2 separate regions of the Muntiacus reevesi genome follow, and region 2 is linked to region 1. A link is a contact called in public Hi-C data. All regions are on one chromosome and are shown on one strand. Each heading gives the region's core, a stretch centred on a gene start, on an enhancer-like site or on the middle of the called end of the contact. The rest is flanking DNA. Distances are from core to core; before and after follow the strand shown. Region 1 holds the start of KDM4C (lysine demethylase 4C). Region 2 holds the start of UHRF2 (ubiquitin like with PHD and ring finger domains 2).

Evidence for each region. A called contact is a pair of places that touch in the nucleus more often than the background predicts.
Region 2: a Hi-C map of blood shows a contact between it and region 1, with 2.0 times the contacts expected there. The contact joins the promoter of UHRF2 here to the promoter of KDM4C in region 1. A contact is called at or near these places in 2 of 3 Hi-C or Micro-C datasets (blood and muscle).

The regions. Positions count from the first base shown.
Region 1 is chr17:35,732,164-35,738,642 of mMunRee1.1, forward strand. KDM4C (lysine demethylase 4C) reads right to left here and starts at 3,629. Exons shown (of 22, transcript XM_065907905.1): 1 at 3,352-3,629.
Region 2 is chr17:35,984,997-35,991,380 of mMunRee1.1, forward strand. It overlaps UHRF2 (ubiquitin like with PHD and ring finger domains 2), which reads right to left and starts at 4,652. Exons shown (of 16, transcript XM_065907762.1): 1 at 4,246-4,652. The coding sequence starts at 4,398. It overlaps LOC136148282 (a long non-coding RNA gene), which reads left to right and starts at 4,646. Exons shown (of 2, transcript XR_010659494.1): 1 at 4,646-4,779.

The sequences.
Region 1 (6,479 bases), core at 2,379-4,878:
TGCAGTTAAGAAGACAAAGAACACAGGCTGTTACAGTAGCAGCAGAAGCAGAGGGAACATGAGCCCCAACCAGCCAAGGAACTGTGGAGAGGGAGGAGACCGGCTGGGCAAAGCCTGCGGAGAGCTGAGAGAACGTGATCCTTGGGGAAAGAAGATGTGAGGCCACTGAAAGAGGAGCAAAGCAGACAGACTTCTCAAAGTGACTGTCACAATCACTCAGGCAGGGAAAGGATTAGGCCCTACAAGTGTGGACGCGGAGGACCAGTATCTTCTCCCAAAGGGTATAAGGGGTAGGGGCACAGGGGAATCCTGGGGAGGGGAGAGGCGGGTGAAGCTGCAGGGAGAAAAAGATGATAATCCAGTATTTTAAATTTACCCTTTAGGCTCCATAAAACCTTCTGGATTGGTAAAGATAAAGAAAATACAGTGACTTTAACTATGTCACAGCGCCCAAGAAACTCACATAGAAATGAAAAAGGGTTGGGTCTATAGAAGAGATGAAGGTAGGGAGAGAAGCATTAAATATTCATATTACCAAAAAAAGGAAATACAAACTTTAAAAGATTGAAAGCCCTGCATCAGACACTGAGTTTAAAGAGCATGAAATATACATATTTTATCATACCTCTAATAAACATACAATAAATACATCAGTATCAAGGAAATAATCATTATGACTATTACATGCAAAAAAACACTGGGCTAACAGAAGGGACAATCTTAATGACAAGAAAAACATAGCACTAACCCCAGGACAATGCCACACACAGAGAATTCTGCCTCTAAGAAGTGGTCTTTCCTTGGTAGTACAGGAGAGAGTCAAAATAGGACCCTCAAAGGCTTAGAGAAAGCATCTCTCAATACTACTATCCCTACTTGCTCATTCACTTGTTCAAGAGAAAATGTTTAGTCCAGCAATTCCACTACTAGCTATATACTCAAGAGTAAAGTAACAAAAATTTTATTTAAATGCATACATACAAAAACCAGTTCGTGGATGTTCACAGCATTATTTATAACAGACAAAATGTAGAAACAATCTAAATGTCCATCAACCAATGAACAGAAAAAATGTGACATATCCATACAATGGAATATTAGCCATAAAAATGAATAAAGCATTGAAACATGCTGTAACATGAACTTTGAAAATATTAGGCTAAGTGAAAAACATCTAGCCACAAAAGACCAAGTACTATATGCTAACATTTATATGTAAAGTCCAGAACAGGCAAGTCATTGAGACACAAGGCAGAAAAGTTACTGCCTAGGGGCTGGGGCGGAGGCTGGATTTGGAAGAAATGGACAGTAACTGCTAACTGGAAACGAATTCTGAGGTGATTTTTTTAAAAAGGGGGTCTAAAATGGATTGTGCTAATAGTTGCTCAATTCTATGCATATACTAATAACCAAGGGGAAAAAATCCACTTTTAAATGGGTGGATTTCATAGTATGTGAATTATATCTCAATAAAGCTTTTATTAAGAAAGAGGGTATCTGGAGCACCTGGGGCACTATCGCAAACTGCTGGAAACAGAACAAAGAAAATACAAATATATTCAATCACACACAAAACCTGTGCTCAGACTATAACTTTCTACTAAAGTAGAAAAGTCAGTCAGCAAGCAATTACAAAGCAATGAGAAAAGCAAAGAATTCAGACTGTGCCCCAGGGACACTTAACCTACTCCTGGGTGATTAAGAGGTCTAGAAGAGAACTCAATATACCAGATTTTCGTCCTTAAATTGAAATTTTAAGTCTAAGAAATTTTAAAATTAAGTACCTGTTCCCAGTCTCTTAAAATCTGCATTCTCACAGAATGTTACTGACAACACTGGAAATGTACCTCGTAAGCATCTGTGTACTTGCAATGTTTGAAATATGTTTTTAACTTTACAAAAGCAACAGATTATAGTCCGTTAATAAAATGAAACAACTCTACTTAAATTGTACTGTCAACTTCGTAAGGGTGTTCTAATGTGCAAACTTTTCATGGCACCTTAAACTGGAAGAAAGAGGGCCTTAAAAACCCGAATTACCGTGAAATACATTCCAAAACAAAGCCTGGAGGGTTGGGAGAGGACTGGCAAGGTGGGAGAACTTGACTAAAGATCAAAAAGAACTGAGTGCTACAAAGTAAAAATGGACCTTTAAGATTTAAAGCCATTAATTTTCAACCACGACATTTTGAAAGTAGACTATTTGTAACTGTTGCCAAAGAAACAGTGAAGCTGAGTTTCCTGAGATTTAAAAAAAAAAAAAATACTGCAAATTCAAGTGGGTGAAATGGAGCAAAGTTTGGTCTGAACGTAGGTGAACCAACCCTACAAAGAAACTTCCAAGAGGTTAAGGGTGGAACGACTGCAACTTTTAACCTATACTTCCGAGGCAGCAGTTGATAAATCATCCCGCAGGGTAATTTGCCAACTGCTTTAAAAAAAAAAAAAAAAGTTTGTCCCCTCTTCTCTAGCGCGGAGGAACCAGACAAAAAACCTCCCAGGCATCGCCCACAACCAAAGCCAGACCGTGCAGACGTGCGTGGTTGCAGCTCAAGGGAAGACTGGCTCCGAGTTCACCCGGAAAGCATCCGAATCGAGCCCCGCTGGTTTCATTGGCTGAGCCCAGAGGAAAACCCCAAGCTCGAGCCGGGAGCCCCAGCCTACCTGGCTCCTTTCTTCACATTCCCACCCCGCGCCATGTGCCATGCCTAGCATTCCACGCGACCCGATTCGACTTATATTTATTAAGCACCCACTGTCTACACCGCATCACGGCAAGAAGCACTGCAGGAAGAAATGGCCCCACTCCGGAAAAACCAAAAGGACAGTCGCAGGGGCTAAGGACGAACCCAGGAGAGGGGTTAGCTGCCTGCGGAGAGGTGGTCTGGAGAGGAGCCCTCACCCTCACGTCGCGGGTCGAGATAGTCCCAGGGAAGAAATCGCCCCGAGGGGCGCGCCAGGCCCGGCCTCCCCGGAGAACGCCTCAGAGCGGGCTGGAAGGGAAAAGGTAAGGAGTCGGCATTGCCGAACCACCGCGCGCTCCTGTGCTCCACGGAGCGCGACCCCGACTCCGGTCCCCGGGAGAATGGCGAGCGCGGGGACCGAACCCCCGCGAGGGCCGAATTGGGCTGTCACTGGCTCCCGCTTCCCAGCCCTGCGACCATGGCCGGCCACTCTCTCTCAGCGTGACAGCCACAGCGTCCGCGGACCGAGCGTCTCCGGCCCGGCGTCTCCGCTCTGCCAGACGCCGGCACCCCCTGCTGCCCCGCGCGGAACGGGACAGTGCCGGGAAGACCGCCCGGGCCCCTCCCCCCACCGGCCCCATCCCCCGGACTCCGGAAAAGCGGTTACCTGGCGCGCGGGAGGGGGCGAGGACACGACCCCGACGAGGAAGATGAGAAGAAGAACGGTGGCCTCCGGCCCAGGGAGATTTGGGAAATTTGGAAGACTTGTTCCGCACTGGGTGACAGCTGTTCGCTGCGCACGCGCACCCGGCCCCAGTCGCCCGATCACTCCGCCACTCCTCACCCTCCCGTTGAGGGCTGGGAGGCAGCGGCGAAGGCGCGCGCACGGGGCTAGCCGGCTCTCCCTGCGCGAGGGCGCGCGCGCCGTCACGTGATCGCTGGGGCCCGGCACTTGGTGGGTCACGTGAACTTCCAAACAGCTTAAAGGTGCCAAGCACCTTCTTGCTTTGGCTTAATCTTTCTCACAGTTTTTAGGCTAGGCTCGCTCGCCGCCGCGCTTCGTGTTTTCTGAAGAGGAACGTGTCCCCTTCTGCCCAGAAGGGGAAGATACTTGAGTAGAAGGAAGAGACAGGTGCACAGAACCTTGCCTGGGAGCGCGTACCGGGTTCCCGCAGGGTTGGACTTGATGAAGTCCACGCGCCACACGTCGCCCAGGGCTCCGACGCGGGCCTATGGCGGTCCCCGGCGCGCAGACGTCAGAGTGGCGTTGCCATGGGTGGGGCCTCGCAATGCCCAGCGGAGCCTGGCTAGGATGTCTCGGCTTGCTGCTGGGCAGTAATGACAGTGTTTTATGACTGAGACTTCTCAGCCTCTAGACCGACATGGGAGGTCCCAAGTGGGCTAAAGGTTGCCAACCCCTTAACAAGTAACTCAAGCAAGAAGCTTGTTATTAGCCGAGAGGAGTCAAACTGTCCCGTAATTCAGTCACCTACGCGGAACTAGTCCCGCCCGGCGCAGGTGTGCTCTTGAGTTGAAGAGGCCCGAGGTGACCTCAATAGGAATAAGGACTGGAGATCACTCAAAAACATGGGATGACAGCAGTATGGCCTGAATTGTAACAGGAAGTTCAAGTGCCTCTGGACCCCTCAGAAAGTAGTTTAACTAGCTTGCTACAGCTTGTTACTTCTGAGCTATACTTCTGCCTTCCAAGGTGTCCGGAAGAACCACACAGACCTTACTTAATTAAGCCTTTGCACTACCAAAGACCAGGTGTTTTGCAAAGCTGAACAATTTTTTTTTAAACTTCCTGTAGAGACTCCAGCTGGGTCCCTTGTGGCGTTTCCCCTAACGTCTCAGCTAAGATTGGGCAGAACCTTACACTTCTGAGCACACTTGGGCTGTCTTATATGCTGTGTTTTCTACTACAATCCACTGATTTTTGCTTTTTAAAATATCTGAACAGGTGCATTTACCGCACCCTGGAAATTTTTTTCTCACCGGAAGGAGCACTGCAAAGACAGGTGAAATATGGGTGATTAAGTAAAGCTAATGGGATTATTGGGTCACCACGTTTATTTAGTCATTAAATTAGAAACAAGGCTTAGGCTCCATTACTCACCTAAGTACACATCTGAACTTCCCTAACATGTAAACTCAACTGGGATTTCTCCAACTGTGTATACTATGAGGATCACAACCTTCCTTACAAGTCAATTGTATATGCTAAAACAATAACAGTCATTTAGGGCTTACTGTGAAATTGACATTTGTTTAAAGAGCTTCACGTATGTTAACAAAATTAATCTTTATAATCATGCAGTGAATAGGTATTATCTCCTTGTTACAGATATGAAAACTGAACTGAGATTAAGAAACAGCTACTAAACACCGGGGTCCTTGGAAGTCATATGCTGCATTGGACTAGGAACCTAGTACACCAAAATTAAAAGTCTGGAAACCTGAATTCGAGTCCATTCACAATTTGCAGACAGGTAATATTGCACAAATAACATTTGTTTAACACCGTAAATCAAGTCTGCTATTTTTTTTTTTTGTTTATTTATTTATTTATTGGCTGCACTGTGCAGCATGCGAGACCTTAGTTCCCAGGGATCAAACTCAGGCCCCCTGCAGTGGAAGCACAGAGTCTTAACCACTGGACCGCCAGGGAAGTCCCAAGTCTGCTATTTTTTAACCTGAAAAATGAGGGTGACATACCAGCTTTGCTAATTTTGAGAATTTTTGAACATTAAAGAAGGTAATGTACAATGTCAAAACACTTCAAAAGCTGTAAAGCACTGTGTAAATGTACTAATATTAAGCACTTTAGTTTGGGAAATTGAATTGAGCCTACTAGAAAATCAACAGGATTCATGTCACAGAAGATAATGTTGTGTCCTTATTATACAGAAATACCTCTATTGTAAATTATAATGAAAATTAAAATTTTAGCCATATAGTAGGTTAATTTATTTAGGTGAAATTAAAAATGCCAGTTGTAATAAGATGGAGTTTGTATACTGGATACATAGGTTTTCCTTGAAGCTTATGTTATGTAAACTACTGTTCACCTCAGAGATGATACTAGTAAATTTTTAAAATATGTATAATACAACAAATAGATAAATAGATACACTACTAAATAATATAGTCTAATTTTAAATATATTGAAGTCCATTAGACTTTTGAAAATATAAAGTATTAAATAACTAATACTCATTAATGTTTCTATTTATCATTATCACATACATGTCTGTTACTTATACAGGTACAATACAAACCAACCAATAACTAGATGTTTAGATGATTTTTTTAAGTGTTACAGTGACTATGATAGTGAGTACCTAATAAAATTAGAAATCCTGGTAGCTGTTCTCTGTGTCCTGTGTTCTGAAGCTCAGATCAATTTTTCTCTTACGAGGATTATTATAGAAGTCTCCTAATGATCTCCCTACTTCCAATGCATTCTCCACCCATCCCATACCCCTGCCACCCATCTTCTGTACTGCAAGTCAAAATTATCCTCCTAAAATAAGAACTGAATTGTGATTCCACCCAACTGAAACAACCTCACTAATTTCCCATCATTATCAAAGCTTTTCAGTCTGAGTCGCAATGGCCAAAAGGAATACGGGGACCAAGGATGTGGGGATAGACACTGAAGTGAGTCAAACCTCTGTATAAGCTAAATAGTCAATCAGTTTGGATACCATTATGTCTTAATATAAGAAAGACCTAAAAAAAAAAAAAAACCTAAAATTACCACTTAAAATATTTAATTTTTCTTTTAAAATA
Region 2 (6,384 bases), core at 3,402-5,901, 250 kb after region 1:
CCCCACCTCATCAAAAAAAAAAAAAACCCCAAAAACAAACCCACCCCCCCACCACACACACACAAAACTAACAGCACAGAACATGAAAATTAACTGGTAGGGCATTCCCCAAAATGAAGATACCTGTATGAAACCATATAATAGAAATCAGGCCCACAGTAACCTGTAACCACTTTTCTTCAATCAGTTATGCTTGCTAGGATAGCCACTTTTACCCAGATGATGAGTCCTTTCCTAATTCATAGGCACTCTCAGAAGTTTTCCTGAAATAGTGATTATCCATCCACTGCATAGCAAGTTACACAGAGTTTTGCTATTGTGCAGAGTTGCGAAGACTGTTGGAATGATTTGTTATTTTAAAAGCACCAAGAATTCCCTGGTGGTCCGGTGGTTAGGACTCTACCGACAAGGGCAGTTCTCTTCCTGGTTGGGGAACTAAGATTCCGAAAGTGAAAGTCATTTGGCCTTGTCTGATTCTTCAGCACTCCACGGGCTGTAGTCCATTAGGCTTCTCTGTCCATGGGATTCTTCTCCAGGCAAGAATATTGGAGTGGGTAGCCATTCCCTTCTCCTGGAGCCATGTAGCCAAATGAATAATAAAAGTACTAAAGTCCTCCCAAATTTAACAAAAGTATAGACTGAAAATTACCTGCACTTAAATTATGTTGAGTAGGGGAGAAACAGATTGGTAATTTGAAACTTACACTTAGGAGTTTCAGGCATTTAACTAATGAACGTCTCATAGAAGAAAATGTTTGAGAACTGCCATTCCAGAAGATGTGGCTGAAGAACTTATAATATTAGAGAGGCGGGGATGGTCCTAGAATTTTTTTCTTTGAATTGGGTTGAAGTCAAGAAATTATAGGTAACAGTAAGAATTACAACTGTGATGCAAAGAAAAACTAGGAGGCAAACACCAAATGGCAGTGGCTCAGAAGGCAGAGAAGTCATTCCCAAGAGGCTACTGATGAGGACTGCAGGTAGAGACCATTACTAACTTTCATCCATCTTTCATAGCATATATACTACACACACACACACATACACTCCTTCAAGTAGGGAAACACTTTTACTTTGTACTGCATGTGAAAACAGTACAGGGGCAAAAGGAAACTGTCTTTCTTCTGGTTCACATCTACAATCTACTCTAGGAGTTCCTACAGTGGTACAGGGAAGAGAAGAGGGAAGAGAATCCTTTCAGAGTAGGAAAAGCTCTGGATTCTCAAAGATTTAGAGATCCACTAATACAACTCTTTCTTAAACAAACCCCCAGAGAGCAAACTCAACCTCTCAAAGAATATCTAAATGAGGTTACCCTACTTTAACTGGAACTTACAGCCCTAGATTGCTGCTCTCTCTCCATTTTGACTCTCAAAAGTAGAGTCAATCACACAATTACAGTGCTGCTCAAGCTTCATTTGCATACTGACCACCTGGGGACCTTGTTAAAATACAGATTCCAGTTCAGTGCGGCTGGTCAGGTGAAGCTAATGCTGCTGGTCCTACTGATCCAGGACCATCCTATGAACAGTAAGTTAGTATGAGGCTGAGTTCCTACAAAATGCATTTTCAAACTCTGGTGTTCATCAGTATTTCCCATGGGGTCTTGTTAAATTCAACCACTTGTAGTTTTAGGGTGAGGTGAGCATCTATAACAAATATCCACTAAGTGATTCTGATGTTTATCAGAGATTAAAAGCAGGAGACCTAACATACAAAGATGGAAGGGGAAGTAATTTACATCATGGACACTGTAAATGTTTTTTTATTTATGACATTTTTCACTATGTGGCAGTAAGATATCTTGAGGAAGGAGTGTGTTTTCCTAATAAGCACAAAACTCTTTCTCAAAGATTTAGAGTTTCACCAATGTAACTCTTCCTTAAAAAAATTCCGACCTCCAGGGTGCAAATTCAGCTTCTCAGAGAAGCATATCCAAATGAGGTTACCCTACTTTACCTGGAATTTACAGCCTTGATCTCTCTCCATTTTGACTCTCAAAGGTAGCATCGATCTATTTTGCCCTCTCTCATTTTGACTCTCAAAAGAGCATTTTACAGGATAAGGGCAGGTCTGTGACACCAATCCAATAGAAGTCTACTACAGACACACTATCCTGTCCAAGGACGGCAGACTGTATTTCCAAAGGAGAATAGAGATAATAATCACTCCCATGGCTACTTGTCCGCTTGTAAATAAACACCTGGGGCACTATCTTTCTTCTGTCTCCAACTAAGTAGTAACCCATGGTCCATTCCTAATTCCTACTTGTCTACCGTTATAGAGAAATCAAAGCAGAGAGTTATCAATTGTCCTGGGCTAAGAGGTACATAAGGTTGTTATCCTCAACAGTTTTCCCATGAGCCTGGAATAGCTTCGTGGTGTCCTGAAAATGTACTCTGTTGTCTTGAATTTATCACAATCCCTTCCTTTCCCTCAAGACAGCCAGGTGAACATTTTCTTTTTATCGTATTTTTATTATTAGATGGTAAGAGGTGTTGCCTGGGAATACATTTTCATGCTTCATTTCTATCTCTGGTGAAGTTAAAAGTATCCAGGGAATTTATGTACTATTGTCCGTAGCTAGAAAATAAAATTCAATAATTTGATTACATGGTTTTCACTTTTGATCAAAAGAAAAAAAAGGTATTAGCCACAGGAGGCACAGTGATATAAAGTTGCATAGCGTTTAATACACATACATTTATTTTTAAAGCCAAGTTTAAACTAAATCGAACAGTTGTTTTTGTAAGTCAAACACTAGAAGATCAATATAAAACTAACTACTATCAAAGATGCCATCTCTTTCTGTTGTTGTTTAGTCGCTATGTCACGTCCCACTCTTTGTGACCCAATGGACTGCCAGCCTCCTCTGCCCATGGGATTTCCCAGGCAAGAATAGTGGAGTGGGTTGCCATTTCCTCCTCCAGGGGATCTTCCCCATCCAGGATCAAACCGTGTCCCCTGCATTCCCAGGCACCTGGGAAGCCCATGATATTTCTTAAAACAATCCGTGGCTCTTTCTCTCTCGGAGTGTAATCTCATTACTCTAAAATTTCTGGACAGTTTCAAACGGTAAGCCTACGAAGGGGAGAAAAATATTCCTTTCAAACACTAAGCTGTAGGGAAAAAAGGCTACTTCTACCAAATCAAAGACAGTTACACTTATTTCAAACAACAGGATTGGAGCCAAACTATGATCAGCTGGAGGAAGCCAACTTCTTTAGTTGATTAACATTTTTTAAAAAAGAAAAAGATAAAGATAAGACGGGTCTGAGTCTCTTGATACAGACCATGTGAGTAGGAAAAATCTTCAATGGGCCAGACCAAGGCCATACGGTTCAACTACCTGCGACGCCCACAGGCAACCTCACCGCCAAAAAACACTTTCGGCCTTAAAGTGTGTACCGCTGGCTATGCTCCAATGACTGTATCAAAAGCTTAAGTGAGGGTTCTATTAGAAGGTGAAGAATAAGAGCAAAACAAATCTTTTGTACTGCTTTGAAAAGCAGTACTCTTCGAACCACCCCCTTGGCCCAAACTGGGCGGTTTAAGCCTGGTCCCGGGTTACACCAACAGCTTCTTCAGCAGGTCTCTAATCTCCCCTACGACAGATTCGATTCTAGGAAAGGAGGTGGGGTGGGGAAGCAGAAGTTCTGGAAACCCTTCGAATCTTCAGTGTATACAAATCCCTTCCACAGTGAGGAGGCGGGCTTAGAATCTTGTGCCCCATAAGGAGCAATATGTAAGTTTCCCCTCCCACTTGGGAGTCGGCAGCACGGCTGTGGTACGGAAGCGATACGAGCCGTTAGCCGGGTCAGCACGGCCGGGAGCCGGAGCCTCCTGCCCTCGCCACTCGCACTTCGGCATGGCCGCCAGAGCTCGCTGCCCTCCCCGCCCTCCAGGGGCCACGGACCCCACCAAGCGCGGGAAAGGAGGGACCCCAGGCACTCTGGCGGGCTGTGCCTGCGGCTGCTGACCGGCTTGGCAAGGGCTGTAGGTCTCGGCGCTCGGGGCGCCCCCGCCTCCGACCCCGCCGAGCGCACCTGCAACTCGAGTGGCCGGGCCCCCGCTGCGCCCCACAGGCGGGCCCAGGGCCGCACTCTGAGCCTCGCGGGCTGCCCATCCGAAGTGGAGCCGGATGCGCTCTGTGCGCGCGGTACACCAAGCCCTCCGGCCCGCCCAGCCCAAGCATCCCGCTGCCCTTGGTGGGGCTTCCAGAGAAGTGCGTTGGGCGCGCCTTACCTGCTTGCCCCGGTAGAAGAGGCGCTGGCACTCGGGCCGTACGTCGAACAGCGCCCACACCCGCTCGCGCAGTTCCTCAATTGTGGCTTTCCGAGACACGTCCTCAATGGTGCGCGTCTGCGAGCCGTCGATGGTGCGAACCTGGATCCACATCTCGGCGCCGGGAGAAGGGGCCGGCTCCGCTTTGTCTCCCCCTGCGCTCCGGGCGCCGCGCCCCGCCCGGCCCGCGCCGCTTCCCCAGCGGCTCTGGCTCTCAGCGGCTGGCCGGCGAGCGCGCGCACAAGGGAGGAAGACTGACCAGGCGCCGGGCCCGACAGGCGGCGGTGAATCCTAGACCGTGCGCCCACCCAACAGAGCTGGAGAGGGAAGGAAACCGAAACCAGTCGGTTGCTATTGCAGCCCCCGCCTCACAAATAGGAAGCAGCCTTGTCTGCGCTGCGCGGAGTGTTTACTTATAGAGCTCTAGCTCCCACATGGAGGTCACGGCGCCAACCCGGATCTCGCGAGATCTACGCCGGGCTCCGCCTTAAAGAGGTAGCGACTAGGGAAGTGGCTGTAGACCAGAGGGAACTAACATGGGAGGGGTGCAGGGAGGACGGGACAGAGGGGCGGGGCTGCCGAGAGCCGTTACTTGTGCCTCCGCCTGCACCTGGGCCTTGGACACGCCCTCTAGCCTTCGGGTGTCTGGCGGTTACAAGGCCGCCCACACGGGTTCCCGCTTTGGTCCCGGTTTCGCTACCCAGGGCGCCAGCGACTCCTCAGGCTTAGCGGATTCGGTTCTGTGATCTCAAAAACACACCAAAGATAAGAAATTCTGACGTGCACTTGTGTGATCAAGAAAAAGGGGAGTGCGTGCGGGTGCAGCCTAAATTTGTGAGAAATCACGTCAGGAAATGAACCCGCTCTTTGCCAGACCCTGTCAGCCACGCGGCCTGGCTGGGCCGGCCACCCAGGAAAAACCCTGGGGACCCTTCTGCTTCGCGAAGTCGTTTCCCGCCAGGCCCGAATGCTGCCTTCGCGCGGAAACCCGCATCCTGGGGTTTCCCGCCGCTGAGCTGAGGTGGCGGCCCTAGGCGGGCAGGCTAAGGGCCTGCTGGGATCGTCCTCTTCGGGCCCGCTGCGCTCGCAACCGTACCTCAGACCTCGGAAGTGTTGGTGCCGCCGCCCGGAGGGCCCTTTGTGGTTACCGATTGTGGACCTGAGTTAGAATTTGGGCTGAGGGTCATGGATAATGCTTTTAAAGGATGCAAAATTACATACCTCTGAAGAAGTCCAGAGATCCTACTAGGAATAAATATCAGAAATAGGCCCAAAGCACGTTACCTAAGACATCAAACTGCGCTTATTTCAAATAAGAAGGAAGAGAGCATATAAAGGTAGAAAAAATTATACATATGTAAAAGATTTGAACTTAATATTTGCCAAAATCCATAACTTGACTGTTCAGACTGGTGCAAACTATTAGCATAAAGGCAGAGCAGCATTTTTGTTAAAACCACTTGAAATAATTGCCAGTATGGAGAGCCAGTAATATGAAAAAAAAAAAAAAAAGATGGCCCAACAGGGGAGGGACAGAAAAAAATAGATACCTATACAGACTGGGTCTCTGCTCTTGTTGGAAATTTTACATTCGCTGTATCTTTTAGGTATAATTCATGTTGTCTCCTCCTAAGTAAAGCAAATACTGAGTATTCATTACATGTGTAACTATTAAGCACGCTTATAACCTGTCTCAATAAGGAATAGCTATTTGCTATTATAGGATATTCTATGCCATTGTGGAAGCATATTAAGACATTTTTTCCCCTAATTCTCTGCTTATAAAGCATTTACAATCCAATTGAGATAAGATTTAGAAAGCATGAAAATATTAAAGAATAATTTAGCACTAAATAGTCTGCTTTTGATTAAAGCAACAATTAGACATGAGCGACTAGAGGGACTAGAGATGAGGAACTAGAATAATCTGTGAGCTTAAAGACAGCGGTACAACTTGACCTGAATTAAATGGTATACTATAAGGAAGATGGTATTTAAATGATCAGTTCAAAGATTGAGATAGGCCTGAATTGTAAACTCAGTTTTGCTCTTTACTTAAAATATGATCTTGGAGAGACTGTTTACTTCAGTTTCTTCAAT